Linked DNA regions of Zea mays: regions 2 and 3 are each linked to region 1. The links are chromatin contacts, called in public Hi-C maps. All regions are on one chromosome and are shown on one strand. The core of a region is the stretch at or near the end of the contact, and the rest is flanking DNA. Distances in the headings are between cores, read along the strand shown.

What was found. A called contact is a pair of places that touch in the nucleus more often than the background predicts.
Region 2: a contact with region 1 is called in a Hi-C map of ear, with 1.8 times the contacts expected there. The contact joins the promoter of LOC100276918 here to the promoter of LOC103627556 in region 1. A contact is called at or near these places in 2 of 25 Hi-C or Micro-C datasets (ear and tassel).
Region 3: a Hi-C map of tassel shows a contact between it and region 1, with 2.4 times the contacts expected there. The contact joins the promoter of LOC103628806 here to the promoter of LOC103627556 in region 1. A contact is called at or near these places in 2 of 25 Hi-C or Micro-C datasets (ear and tassel).

What each region holds. Positions count from the first base shown.
Region 1 is chr5:204,509,596-204,514,213 of Zm-B73-REFERENCE-NAM-5.0, reverse strand. It overlaps LOC103627556 (protein TRANSPARENT TESTA GLABRA 1), which reads left to right and starts at 2,045. Exons shown (of 2, transcript NM_001323373.1): 1 at 2,045-3,314. The coding sequence starts at 2,249. The coding sequence ends at 3,310. It overlaps LOC100285351 (pale aleurone color 1), which reads left to right. Exons shown (of 2, transcript NM_001158243.1): 2 at 921-1,299. The coding sequence ends at 1,070.
Region 2 is chr5:204,170,056-204,174,673 of Zm-B73-REFERENCE-NAM-5.0, reverse strand. It overlaps LOC100276918 (methyl erythritol cyclodiphosphate synthase2), which reads left to right and starts at 2,191. Exons shown (of 3, transcript NM_001150613.2): 1 at 2,191-2,633; 2 at 2,730-2,860; 3 at 3,830-4,212. The coding sequence starts at 2,321. The coding sequence ends at 4,063. It overlaps LOC100280329, which reads left to right. Exons shown (of 10, transcript NM_001361060.1): 9 at 488-581; 10 at 1,273-1,741. The coding sequence ends at 580.
Region 3 is chr5:204,801,696-204,806,313 of Zm-B73-REFERENCE-NAM-5.0, reverse strand. It overlaps LOC103628806, which reads right to left and starts at 2,492. Exons shown (of 4, transcript XM_020538638.1): 1 at 1,850-2,492; 2 at 794-1,018; 3 at 344-697. The coding sequence starts at 2,311.

The DNA.
Region 1 (4,618 bases), core at 796-3,295:
TTTCAATCAACTTCTTTTTAATTTTTTTTTATTATACATTATACATATACCACCATATCTGAAGTCCTGTGTCATGATAGTACCGGATTGTCCATCCTTGACTTTGGGTAATGCATCCTGCGTGATGATTTGGGTCAAAATAAATTCTAGTTCAACAGGATGGCAAAGCTACAACAATAACCAAAATCAGGGAGAATAGCCTAAGCTTTGATGGTGTTAGGTTTCAATTCCAATTGACATTTTGTTATGCATCTTTGAAAGTGCTCACACAAAACCTGGAAACAAAACAAACCCCCAAGTATTATGAGATCCAAAATTACCGATTGTCCCCCAAGTCCCAATCGGAGGCATTTATCATTCTGTGTGCCTTTATCCTTTTGATATCAGCTTGGTTTACCTTTTGGCCATGGTTGATTCTTCTTCAGCTGTGTTTAATAATGGAGTGAATGTATTTTTTTTTGAGGAAAATGTATTTTTTTGTTGAGGCGGTGCTTTCAGCCTGAAACGATGACATAACAAGCAGTATACATGCAATTAGCCAATTATATTGGAAGTTTCTTCCTTGTTTCTGTGCCACCAGTATTAATTTTTCGCCTTGGGTCACGTGCAATGTGTTGAGCCCGAACAATTGACTAGTTCTTCTTTGGGGGTCACATGAGCGAATTTAAAAACTATTTAGTTGCCTTGGAAGATTCACAGCCCTGAGGGGACAACACGATGTATCTAGGAAATTGCCAGTCTTTTTTCCACATGTTGCCAAGTTTTTATTAAAAAACAAATAGGATGATGCTGATTGCCTCTACAAACTTAAATAAACAAAGATTACACACGAAAGCGCAAAAGGATGAATCTAGGAAATTCCTGCCATTTCATATGGTGAAATTTCTTAAGCTCACAGGTGGTGTTGATCTGTCTTGCAGACCGTCGGGAACAAGTGCTTTGAAAAGTGCGTGACCAAGCCAGGATCAAGCTTGAGTGGAAGCGAGAGCAGCTGCATATCACGTTGTGTTGACCGCTACATTGAGGCCACTGGTATTGTCAGCCGCGCATTGTTCACTTCCCAGCGCTAAGATCACATGAATAAGGAGATGGTTTCGAAGATCGCTCGTGAGAGTAATGTCGCCATGAGTTTTTTGACTTGTCGGAATACAATGACATTTGATGCTTGGTTATTCAAAAAAAAAGTCTGCCTATAGACTCAGGTTTCTTGTACACCTATCTGCTTTAGTAATAGAGAAACGTGCTCTATTTAAGTGGCTCTGATGTTAATTTATGCTCATCATGTGGTTTGTTTCGCTTAATGTTGTATGCTTCTTATGCCTGTTTGTTGCCCAAGCCTTATCGAATATCGTGAAGGATGTGTTGTTGTTATTCGTCGATTACGTGCTCTTCATCAAAGTTATCTGAGCATGCGCATCCTGCCAGGATGAGATGCGCATGTCCCCGGCGCTAGAAATGAACCATGGAGTCGACGTCGACGAACTCATGTCCCCGGCGCTAGAAACGAACCAAAGATTCCCAGTCCACGAAATGACCTGACCAGGGATCCGGTGACATGGGCAACAAACTTTGACCAGACGACGGCTGACTCGTCGCCGGGAAGGATTACAAAAACCGGTCGAGATTCCCATTATCGGTAACGTTTTCGAGTCGACTTTTAAAAATTCGTCCAAAACGTATTTTTTTATTTTTTTTATAAAAAAATAAAAAATATGATATAACCACGTGTTCTCCTGGTACATCTTATATTTAATTTTATTTTTTTAAAATTAATCAGCATTTTTGTAAAAACAACGAAAAACCGGTAAAAAATTAATCAGCATTTTTTTGTTTAATTTGAAGAATATAAACCGGTCGAAAAATTTAGAAACTGACGAAAACCGGGTTTTAACTATTTACTGATTTGTTGATTTACAGATTTTCGAAAGTTTTTTAATTTAAAATTTAAATCGTTCAGTTTTAGCAAAAACCGTCGGTTTCCTAGAGGTAAACCGTTTTCGTTGACTACTGGTTTTTGGTAAACTCTACCCACGTCATCCCACGTTCCAGTTCCACTTCTACCACAACGGCACAACCTCAGTCCTCAGCCCGGCGAGCCGCCGCCCGCATCGTTCAACCCCCGTGCCCGGCCGCCGTTTACCTACCGCTCGCACGCGCGCGTCGCTCCTTTTATCACCTCTCAAGTCCCAGCAGGATCGGCCCCCGCGCAGCTTCGCCCCCACATCTATCGACCCGAATTCTCCACTCAATGGACCCACCCAAGCCGCCGTCCTCGGTCGCCTCGTCGTCGGGGCCGGAGACGCCGAACCCGCACGCCTTCACCTGCGAGCTCCCGCACTCGATCTACGCGCTCGCCTTCTCCCCCGTCGCGCCCGTCCTCGCCTCCGGCAGCTTCCTCGAGGACCTCCACAACCGCGTCTCCCTGCTCTCCTTCGACCCCGTCCGCCCCTCCGCCGCCTCCTTCCGCGCCCTCCCGGCGCTCTCCTTCGACCACCCTTACCCACCCACCAAGCTCCAGTTCAACCCCCGCGCCGCCGCGCCGTCCCTCCTCGCCTCCTCCGCCGACACGCTCCGCATCTGGCACACCCCGCTCGACGACCTCTCCGACACCGCCCCCGCGCCCGAGCTCCGCTCCGTTCTCGACAACCGCAAGGCCTCCTCCGAGTTCTGCGCACCCCTCACCTCCTTCGATTGGAACGAGGTCGAGCCCCGCCGTATCGGGACCGCCTCCATCGACACCACCTGCACCGTCTGGGACATCGATCGCGGGGTCGTGGAGACGCAGCTCATCGCGCACGACAAGGCCGTGCACGACATCGCCTGGGGGGAGGCCGGGGTCTTCGCCTCCGTATCGGCCGACGGCTCCGTCCGCGTCTTCGACCTTCGGGACAAGGAGCACTCCACCATCGTCTACGAGAGCCCCCGCCCCGACACGCCGCTACTAAGGCTGGCGTGGAACCGCTCTGACCTCCGCTATATGGCCGCGCTGCTCATGGACAGCAGCGCCGTCGTCGTGCTCGACATACGTGCGCCCGGGGTGCCGGTGGCCGAGCTGCACCGGCACCGGGCGTGCGCCAACGCAGTCGCGTGGGCGCCGCAAGCCACTAGGCACCTCTGTTCGGCTGGGGACGACGGGCAAGCATTGATCTGGGAACTGCCTGAGACGGCGGCGGCTGTACCCGCCGAGGGGATTGATCCTGTGCTAGTGTACGATGCAGGCGCCGAAATAAACCAACTTCAGTGGGCGGCCGCGCACCCGGACTGGATGGCCATCGCCTTTGAGAACAAGGTCCAGCTTCTTAGGGTCTGACAAGGTTGGTATCATGGTGATCTTTGGTTTGATGCTTTCATTTCTATATAGTTTCTGTTGATTATGTCAATAAATTTAGATTTAACTAAGGGTCTGTTTGGATGTAGATATTGGAGATGTTGGTATTGAATTAGATCCAATACCTTATCTGTCTAGTATTGGAAATGAGGTTCAATACAAATATGTTGTTTGGGTGTATCTGGAATTGCAATTCCATACAATACCTAGAATCTTGGATCTGAATTGTGAGAGACACTTTTTAGTTAAAGTTCAATTCCAAGGAATTGAACTTTAATTCCAGCTCTGAATTCTTTAGCCAGCCAAACAGCAGAATTTAGAATTCCTATTTCCAATTCCAGTCTTGAACATCTACATCCAAAAGGGGTATAAAGACTATCACGCACATTGTTACACATTGGCATGAGGTAGTGTAATTGTACAACTTTACTGAAGATTCATACAGAGCTAACTCTGTCAGTATTACCATATATGGTAACCTAATTTTTTTAGTCCTATGAAGCCTGGAAGTTGCTATTTTTTGCGCATCTATTATGAATTATCCACAAGGACACGAGCTGCTTTCTTTTTCTGTATGTGCTGATTATAAGTGCTAAATACAGTATTTAGTAAATGCATGTATGAGGAATTTAGAATAAGTTCGTCTTTATTTGAAAATTCCTTGGAACTTAAGCTAAATCGATATATAATTGGTGATCTATGTTATCACTTTCCAATGCAAACATGCAGTCCTGAATTGAACACTCTTTTTGTGAACTTGAGAAAAAGGTCCAGTTTTCACCAAGGAAGTTCAGGCTAGTGTTGTGCTAGCTGAATGAAGGTAAATGGTTCCATAAATAGGTTAAACATAATGTCAACTAGTAAATTGCTCGCGCTCCGCGCAAGGTGTTGCTTGATATGTTTATAAAAGATATAGAATTGTGTAGTTTCAAACATGTATATGTACATATATACACATAGAAGCGCTAAAATTTCTAAATTTATAATTGTTTATAGTATCAGGATAGTTCAGACTGAAAATATAATAGAATGAGCAGTCTAAATGTTATATTACATTGATGTGGTATGTAGGAGCTGAGTTCCATGCACAGAATCAATAAATTTCTAGTCTTAGAGAAGACCAAACTTTTTTTTTTCAAGGTTAAAGTACGAAGTACCAATAGTACGTACTTACACATAGGAGCGATGCCAAATTATAAGGGTGTGCACATGCACCAGGGTCCAGGGAAGAAAAATACAGTAGTAAGTTAGCTGATTTCTACAATATAATCATCACTACAAAATTGCCAT
Region 2 (4,618 bases), core at 942-3,441, 340 kb after region 1:
TTCCGAATCCATACCGAAGTTTATATATATTATTTGAGAAAATATAGAATGAATTTTAGGTTTACCTTTTATGAATCTTTACAAGCTGGATGTTAAAAACAAGAATGCAATTTTGTATTGTAGATTCTATATCCTATTTATTCGCAACCAAAGAAAAACGACTAAAAACTGATTACCGAATAAATACCGTTTCCGACCGTTTTCATCCCTCCACATTGTATTAAGGGACAAAACACAAGATTAATCTGTGGTCAGTTTATCAGGTTACACAGATTAATCTTCCGAACGTTAGTCTTCACTCTTCAGTGAAAAACTAGTCTGTAAAGTACGCCAGGTTAGCCAAGTGCCTCAGCACTGGGAAACTATTTGTATACTAAACTAGGCATGCACGTGCAGTATAGTTGGATCATCTAATCAGGATGCAATTTCTCTTATTCTCAATCGTAAAAAAAAGGAACTGAATTGTGCTCTATGCATTTTGACACAGAGGAAGTTGTTGTCCTTATACAGCGCTTCTGATGGACCTGGGCTAGGGAGCTCAAGAAGTTCAGCTCTAGCGACGAGCGCGCCTTTCATGTAAGGTGTGCCCTCCTCGCTGTCCCGCCGCCTCTTTTGTTCCCACAATCTACAGACAAGTTCATGACTACTCCAGGATTAAAGGCGAGTAGTGTGGCCAGGTCTCTCGGCATATAATTTCAGTTCGACAGACCTCAGGAGGATAGTGCCTGCCCTGGCGTAGTAGCACCGATGAGTGATGAAGGAGGCGTTTGCACCTTTTGTGCTTCTCGCTAGCTCCATGCCTTCGGCTGACGATTGTGTAAGGCTATCCGCACTCATTTTACCTTATTTCTCTACTCTAAAAGGAATATTCTGTCCTGGTCAGCGAGATTCTTTACCCTATACTAAAATCATCTGCAGCCATATTTACCCTATATCTCTACTCTATACCAACCACTACAATTTTTATTTCCAATTTAATATTCCCCCCTCTCTCGTCCCATGGCGGGAGATGGAGCCGTTGGCCACGTGCACGAAAGAGAAGAAAATAGGGTAGGAGAGAGAGGACGCTGGATATGAGGTAAGAGAAGAGCAAATTTACGGTAGGGATGACTTTCGAGTTCGCGAGTGCAGGGCTTCAGTCTACTCTAAATATTTACGGTACCTTTTCGCGTTTGCGAGTGCGGCCAGCCTAAGGGTGCAGCCGTGTGCAGTAGGCTTCTGAAAGGTGATATTGGTCTGCGGCCTGATGTGTGTACATATAATTTTTGCCAGGAAGCGTGCACCCTTCCTGGCCTTTCCTATCCCCAAAAGCTCGGCCATCTAGGCTCGTGAAATGCTGCTTCAGATCAAGGCTGTCCTTGGAAATGGGAAGATGAAAGGAGAATCTGGGTAATGCCGGTTGCTCCCTTTCCCATTCTTTGTTGAGTTCAGCTTTCTGATTGGTTTCTGGTGGCCCTCTTGATACGGAACTTGTGCGCTCCGTCTGAGAAAGCATGTGTGCAAAGTTTCATTTGAGGAGTTGAGGCGATCATGGCGCTGTAAAATGCGGCTTATCTTCCCCCTTCAGGGCTGGTTTGGTGGACCAACCCTCAAACATTTGCAATTCCTATGTACGTCTGTAGTGCATCAGGTGTTGTTGCCCACGTGTAAAAGGAAAATAAATTCACAATGTAAAGGAGACTTGTGCGTTAGCACTACCATTTGAATTTATGAAATGTCAAAGCAGCCCAGCGAGTTTGTACTTGCCACATTTTTTTGTCGCTGTATCAGCAGTCTGGCTACTCTGGCATCGAGTTCGTTTCCAAGGGTGAGTATGTTTTTTTTTCGAAAATTGCTTGGGTAGGACATCTGCCAGGCAATCATATTAATGTAGAGGGTGGGTAGGTTATTTGAAGTGGCCTTTTCAAATTACTTTCACCGTGCTAATTTCGGTCAAAGCCGGGCAGCAAGCCACCTGGAGTGCTTGAGAATTTCTCCTCCGACTGCGGGTGCCGCCACGCCATCGCATCTCCAACTCCAGATGCTCACTTCGCCTTGGCGCAAATAATTCCGGCACATTAAAGGCCTGTTTGGTTTGTGGCTAAATGTGTCACACTTTGCCTAATGTTAGTCGTTCGAATTGAATAACTAACCTTAGGTAGAAAAGTTAGGCAAAGTGTGGCAACTGAGGTAGTGAACCAAACAGGCCCTAAAAACGCAAGGATTTCTCGGTTCCTCCTCGTCCTCGCGCTCTCCCGGTCTCCTCTCCCCCGAGCATCCCAAAAAATACTCGGCCACTGCGCTATCTCGCCCACCAAGCCAGCACCAGCAGCGGCGCGCGATGGCCACCGCGCCCTACGCCTCCTCCCTCTTCCTGGCTTCCTCCCCCATCTCCACCGCGCCACGAATCCGCGCCGGGCCCTGCCCTCCGTCCGCCCAGCCATCCCTGCGGCTCCGGCCGAGGCCGTCCCCGGCAGCCGCGGCCGCCGTCCAGGCGGAGCACCAGCCCGCGTTGACCGCGGCGCCGAAGCCACCCGCGCTACCGTTCCGCGTGGGCCACGGCTTCGACCTCCACCGCCTGGAGCCCGACCTCCCGCTCATCATCGGCGGCATCAACATCCCCCACGACCGCGGCTGCGAGGCTCACTCTGACGGTACGCGCTCCTGCGGCCGCCACTGCCCTCTATGGTTCCTGCGTGGTCCCGTTTCTGACCTCGCGTTTGGGAACTTTGTTTCTTCGCCCCGTGCAGGCGACGTGCTGCTGCACTGCGTGGTGGACGCGATTCTCGGCGCGCTGGGGCTGCCAGACATCGGCCAGATTTTCCCGGACTCCGACCCCCGTTGGAAGGGCGCCGATTCTTCGGTGTTCATGAGGGAAGCTGTGAGTTTCTCTTCTTTCTAGTGCGTTATCTCTGGTTCATTCGATTCAATCAATTTCGTCCTGTTTCTCATGTTAGGATCTGCGGTATTTTGTATAAGTAGCATGGTATCAACAAAATGTAGAGTCTCAGAGAAATTTTGGAGGTTTCAGAAAACTGTTGGGTAATCTCTACTGATTAATGATTAATATGAAGCATGTCAGGATTTTGATATCATGTGTAAATTGGACGGTTGCTTAAAGTTCTGGATTAATTATCAGAGCATACTATAGATTGATTACCTAAAATTTGGTAAACCGTTCGTAATTCCACATAATTTTTTTGAGTGAATAACTTCACATCATATAGCATATCATGGTGCTTATACTTATTTTTTCTGCTCGGTTTGGTTTTGTTATAGACTTACAATTTTATGTCAAAGTGTAACATGTGTAAATACCACAAGACTTACAGCCTTGTGGTATTTGGAGCGGAGAACATCCTTGAAAACGCCATAGTTCATTCCCCGCTTGCTCACTGTTTCGCTGGTCAATTTTTCCTGAACCATTAGATGCTCAGTCGTTATTACGTCACAAAATGTCTTGGCAGTTCTTGCACGAGTTGCTGACTGCAAAATGTGTTTTGACCTTTGTTCTCTTCAAGGGCAGAAAGTATTCCACGTTTTAGATTTCGTACAAGGCATGGGCCACGTGCATAGAACTCTGACCGCACATTTACTATTGGTACTTGAGTTGGACAGAAATCTTCCCCATACGCATATAAACCCGTTGACTAGTGACATTTGTCTTGCGTCACTTATTTAGCATTACACACTGTTTGTTGCCCCTTCAAACAATATGCAGGGTGTTTACATCTAAACTGAGCATGTCTGTTCTCTCTTGTAGAAAACAATTGCTTCTATTTTAGCATTGAAGTGCCTGAAGTCTCAATATGCAACACTTTAAGCTCCTAGGATTGCCATGTCATTTCAGGTGAAATTGATGCATGAAGCAGGCTACGAGCTGGGCAACCTTGATGCTACGCTGATCTTGCAAAAACCAAAAATTAGCCCATTCAAGGAGACAATCCGATCGAATTTGTGCGACCTACTTGGGGCAGATCCATCTGTGGTCAATCTCAAGGCCAAGACGCACGAGAAAGTTGACAGTCTAGGGGAGAACAGGAGCATAGCTGCTCATACTGTAGTTCTCCTGATGCGAAAGTAGAAAGAACAAATGGCAGCTAATTGTATCATGCTACACGGAAAAGGTTGTTATCTTATACTTGTGATTGTTGAGTGATCTAGCCAGTATGGAAAATCTTCATGTGGTAGAAACAATAAAGCTGATTGCAATGAGAATTTTTCTGTATTTCACTTGTGCTGTCAATTTGCTTCATGGATTCCCCCCCTTCTACGATGTATCATGATGTTGAGTTGTCTTTAATTGATATTTAGGAATGAGAATCATATCGACAAAACATAGGTCTGACCGTCTTAGTGTGAACATCCGGTGAACTTCATTTACACCAATAAAAATATTTTCATTTAGCCAGGTTCAACAGAATGAAACCATAATTATCGATTGCTCACAAGATACACAAATTTATGGGTGAAAATCAGATAGGTTTAAACAAACTCATATGTATTAGTGTGTCAGTAACATCATTAAGACTTCTCTACATTTCCACACCGGATTATCTCATCAGCCGTACAAAGGTCAATTAACACTCAGTGTGTTAATCGGGATCCAAATTGAGGCCAAAAATCAACTTGCTAAGCA
Region 3 (4,618 bases), core at 1,243-3,742, 290 kb before region 1:
ACACTATTGGTAACTATTAAGTGGGTTCATGTGCACAAAACTGAATACGCAAACTTCTCACAAGTCATCCATGTACGTTGCACTAAATCTTTATGCATACCTCAAGGTTCAAATAACTTAAGGCTAATAAACCAGTATCAAGTTACATTACACCCAAATGCAAGGTTCATCAAAAACACCCTCTTAACTATAAATATTTTACCATGAATGAATAATTGGATGCACAAATAATTTAACAGCAGGTTATCAGAGTTGGTCCTATAAGGTACTGCGTACAAATAACAGTAGAAAGCTCATGGCCGAAAATGCAACAGAGGTCATTATATACATGATGTAACTTTACCTGGGAATCATCAAATGCACTAAAGAGTCTGGACTGTTGTAGCATCAATTCTGGCTGATCACTAGAAAAACCTTCAAGGGCTTCAGCAATTTTTGAAGTAAACTCCTCAAGTGGCTTCAAACAAGCTGTCACAATTCTTCTATAAGTTTCACCAGATTCCTCAAAGAAAGCAGCTCTGCGCCACGGTTCCAAGTTACACTCAGATACCACACACAAATCTTGGTAAGCAAGATATTGTATCAATGATTGTGGATCACTTTGTTCCAAAGTTTCCAGAATAAATTCAGTGGGATTTGTCTCTGCAGCGGCAGTGCTCTGAGGTGGAGCGAAACTGCACCTCCTTGTATGTGCAACCTGAAATTTGTTGGAAGGGGAATTGGTTACATACCAACATAATCAAGTTAGTCAAGCTCCAAAGATTGAAGAGTCGGGACACAAAGAAGAATATACCTGGACAAAATGATAGTTTATTTCCAAACAGAAGGAAACACCAGCAGTCACTATTAAAATACTGATTTCAGTAAGTATTTGGCTTCCAACAGAACCTCCCTTTCTGAATTGCCAGGGAAGAAAGAAAACTAGGAAATGGAAAAGCAAGAAGGCATGGATTGATAACTTTAGAGCCCTGTTTCCAGATGGTAGGAGACCCATCTTTAATCCATAGAATAGAGGTCGCTGCACACAAAGGAAGTGAAAATTAAGACAACTGAACAACTACTTAAATGATTGGAGAGGAAAAGCTAACATTAAAAGTTACTACTCACTCAAGCAAATACAAATAAATGATGATTAAGAAAGTCATCTCTTATTTTCCAAGTAGATGACACTTTTGGCTTAAAATTACCAAACAGCCTTATCAAAGAATCACTAATTTTGTAAGTTCGTCATGCCATGAATAGCCATCATGTATCAGTTATCAATTCACTGCATTTGAGCAGATCTAAGTGGGGAGACACACCCAGGCAACATAAAGAGAAGGAATACCAACTGTATGGGTGCAAATTTGATCATAGCAACTCATGGAATAAGTGCAAGCCTATGCTAGGCTGGCTGAACGAGTTTAATAAATCCTGGCTCAAAATTTCTAATCTTATAAGCACACTGTTTATCTCCCGTCCGACGGCATCTTCACCAGAACTATAAGACAGGGTAGTCACGCCCACACCCATCTGATCCGTTTTCAGTTAATACCCTCGTTTTATCAGTTCCCAGTTCACACATGAATCAAAAATAAATTGTAGGGGAAGCTGCCGAGCACAACAGCAACTGGGAAGCACACAAGAGCAAAAGAAAAACAGCCAATGCATGTGTTCATTCAACAACAGAAGTCACTAGTACCAACCTAAGTGAGTACTCCGAAAGCACAACGATGCGATGCCTAAGCATGAAATTCCAACCTCTATTACTGCAGTAGTCTTGTGTCGAAATTTACAGCTCATCTTGAATTTCAGAACACTCAAAACTGTTCTATCTACGAGAAACCACAATTGTACCCAATCTACTCACCTGCACGACGGGGAACTGGAGCAACCACCTCCGACGGACAAAATAGTGCGCGGCGAAGATGGTCCCAAGCACGGCGCCTCGGAACCCGAGCCCAGCGACGGCCGCCCACCCGGCGTCCTCGGGTAGCATCGCCGCCGCGGCGCCCACGGAGAGCGCGCCGGCCGCGGCGAGGAGGGAGGTTGCTAGCGCGCGCCGCGGCAGTGGGGGAGGCCGCGGGTGCGGGGACGCGGAGAGGAGGAACGCGAGCGCGAGAGGCCCCGTGGCAGCGCAGGCGAGGAACGGAGCAAGCGCGACGAGGAGGCCGGAGGGGACGCCGAGGAGCGGGTGGCGGCGGCCGCTCGAGAACACCGTGAGGTAGAGCGCCGAGGCGGCGGTCGAGAGCGCGGCCTGGAAGGCGAATACGCCGAGCCACCGCTGACCGACGGCGTCGCGGGGCGCGCCGCGCGGTGGGGCACGGTCCATTGCGGCGACGGCGGCGGGTGACGAGGGTTTTGGGAGGTTCTCGAGTGTGCTTTTTTTTTCGTTGCCCTCGAGCACTGGTGTCTGGGCCTATCGGGGCTTCTGCGCGTTTGAACGGGAAGAAAGCTGGGGGCAGGCGTGTCCGTGTGAGCGTGGCGGCTGGGACGAGGTGGTTGTGTCGTCTTTGGTAGTACGATATTCTGCTTTGAGCGGCCAAATAGTACATGTTCGGTTCTCTCGCCCAACCTGGGGTCGCTGAGAGGACTAATCCACAAAGCTTACAGAGTCAATCTAAAATGTTTGATTGTGTTGATGCCTTTTTGAAACGTCAATAACTCAACAGGAAACAGCGGTGGTGCTCTCTGTACAGGTGCCGCGGCACGGACCGTTCGGACCGCAGACCGTCTAGACTCAGGACCGGACCGTCTGTCGCTCATTTTGGTGCTCAACATATGCCCACTGCCTTTTGGTGGAGCTGAGTGAACCAAAAGCAACTAACTCGATGTGATCACTGTTAGAATTATAGGCATTTTCTGTATCATTTTAATTCATAAATTAACATTATGATGATGACATATAATAGATAATCAAACATAGAAAACGTGATCTCAAAAATATCCATAACAATATGGAACATGAGAACACAAAGCATATGAAGCATATAAATCATATAAATAAAATAAGTATATAAGCATGGTTCATGGATTATTGTGGAGCAACTGGAAATAAACAGATAATAATATAAACAGGATGACTGTAAGACAGACAGATATAACATATTATAACATGATAGAACAGAGGTACATACGACATATATAATATGCAGAATATAAAACAGTAACGAACTGAATTGATCATACCCTCTCATGCGCTCCGAGGATCCTGATCCTTGTCCAGCTTCTCTTGTCATCCGATCGAGATGAAGACGCCAGGAACCAGCGATGAAGACAACGACAGACGTTTGGGCAGTCGCGTAGACGCTCCCCAAAAACCTAATTGCCGATCCCCCGAGCAGGGTCTCGAACGGCAAGGGCTTCGGAGGCACCTGCCCTCTCGCCTCTCTGTGCGCGCAGAGCCACGAGATGGAAATACCCTCACTTGGCGGCTGAACTGTGATTCTGAAAAGTGTTTCTCGTGTGTGTCGAGTGACAGGGGAGCTCCTCTATTTAACCTCTCGCAGAGGGAAGCTGAAGGAGAGAGGTCGCCGAGTCACGCCAAGAGTCGGCCAGCTCTAGCCGAGTTATGCCATGAGTCGGCCAGCTCTCGCCGAGTCACGCCATAAGTCGGCAGCTGAAGGAGAAGGGTCACTCGGCTGGCTGACGAAGAGACAGGGTCACTCGGCTGACATACGCGGTTAGTGAGTGCTAAAAATTAACACAACCACGCCCGCCCGCTCGCCTGCCTGCCTGCCTGCCTCGCCTCGCCTCGCCCGGCCCGGCCGGCGGCGGCGGCGGCGCGCGCGTGCGCGTGTGGCACGCCCTTGTCCATTTCTTGACTTCTCAAGTTAAGTGGAATAAATCCCACCATATAAGTCAAGGCAAAAGACCCTTGGACTTCCAATGTGGTACTATTGGTATTCTCCACCATTTCACAACATAGAGTTTATTCAATAAATGGGCCAAGCCCATAAAAGATCCAACAATCCCCACCAAACTCTAGGGTTTGTAATGATGAAGTATCAAAATCACAATCCTTTGATATACCAGTGTTTCGATGGAGACTGTTAAGTTGAACATCCATCTAGAATAAGAGTTTCACTCATTCACAACTGAACAATGGACTATGCCTTGAATTGACAGTTTTGTGCGAAATAAGATTCACTCAAATCCTTTGCTGATACTAGGCTGCAAAAGGGTATTCCCGCTGATTAGAAGCATATAAGTCACACTTCAGTGCCTTTCATGAGTATTTAGGGATTACCCAAGTCCCATAGACTGTGACCAGCAGTCTGACTCATATAGGTGTATTCCTCAGAAGATGTTCTGTAGGACAACATCTCACCTTTATAAGACTCTTGGAATACATTAAGGTAAAAACCATCCTGCCTTACAGATAGGAAAGATGTGCATCAGAAATGAGTTAAAGAAGGGATCTTTCCTCACAATCTACTCCTAGCTTGTTTCTCCACTCTACTTCACGGGATCTCCGATCGCATAGAGCAGGTTACCACTAGAGTAGATCTCACATGGGTCTCATACCCATTTCCCTCGATGCACTTTCTATCACATTGCGTGATAGACCCTTAGTGAATTGATCTGCCAGATTATTTGATGTGTGGACATAATCCACAGTTATAACTCCAGAGTTTTT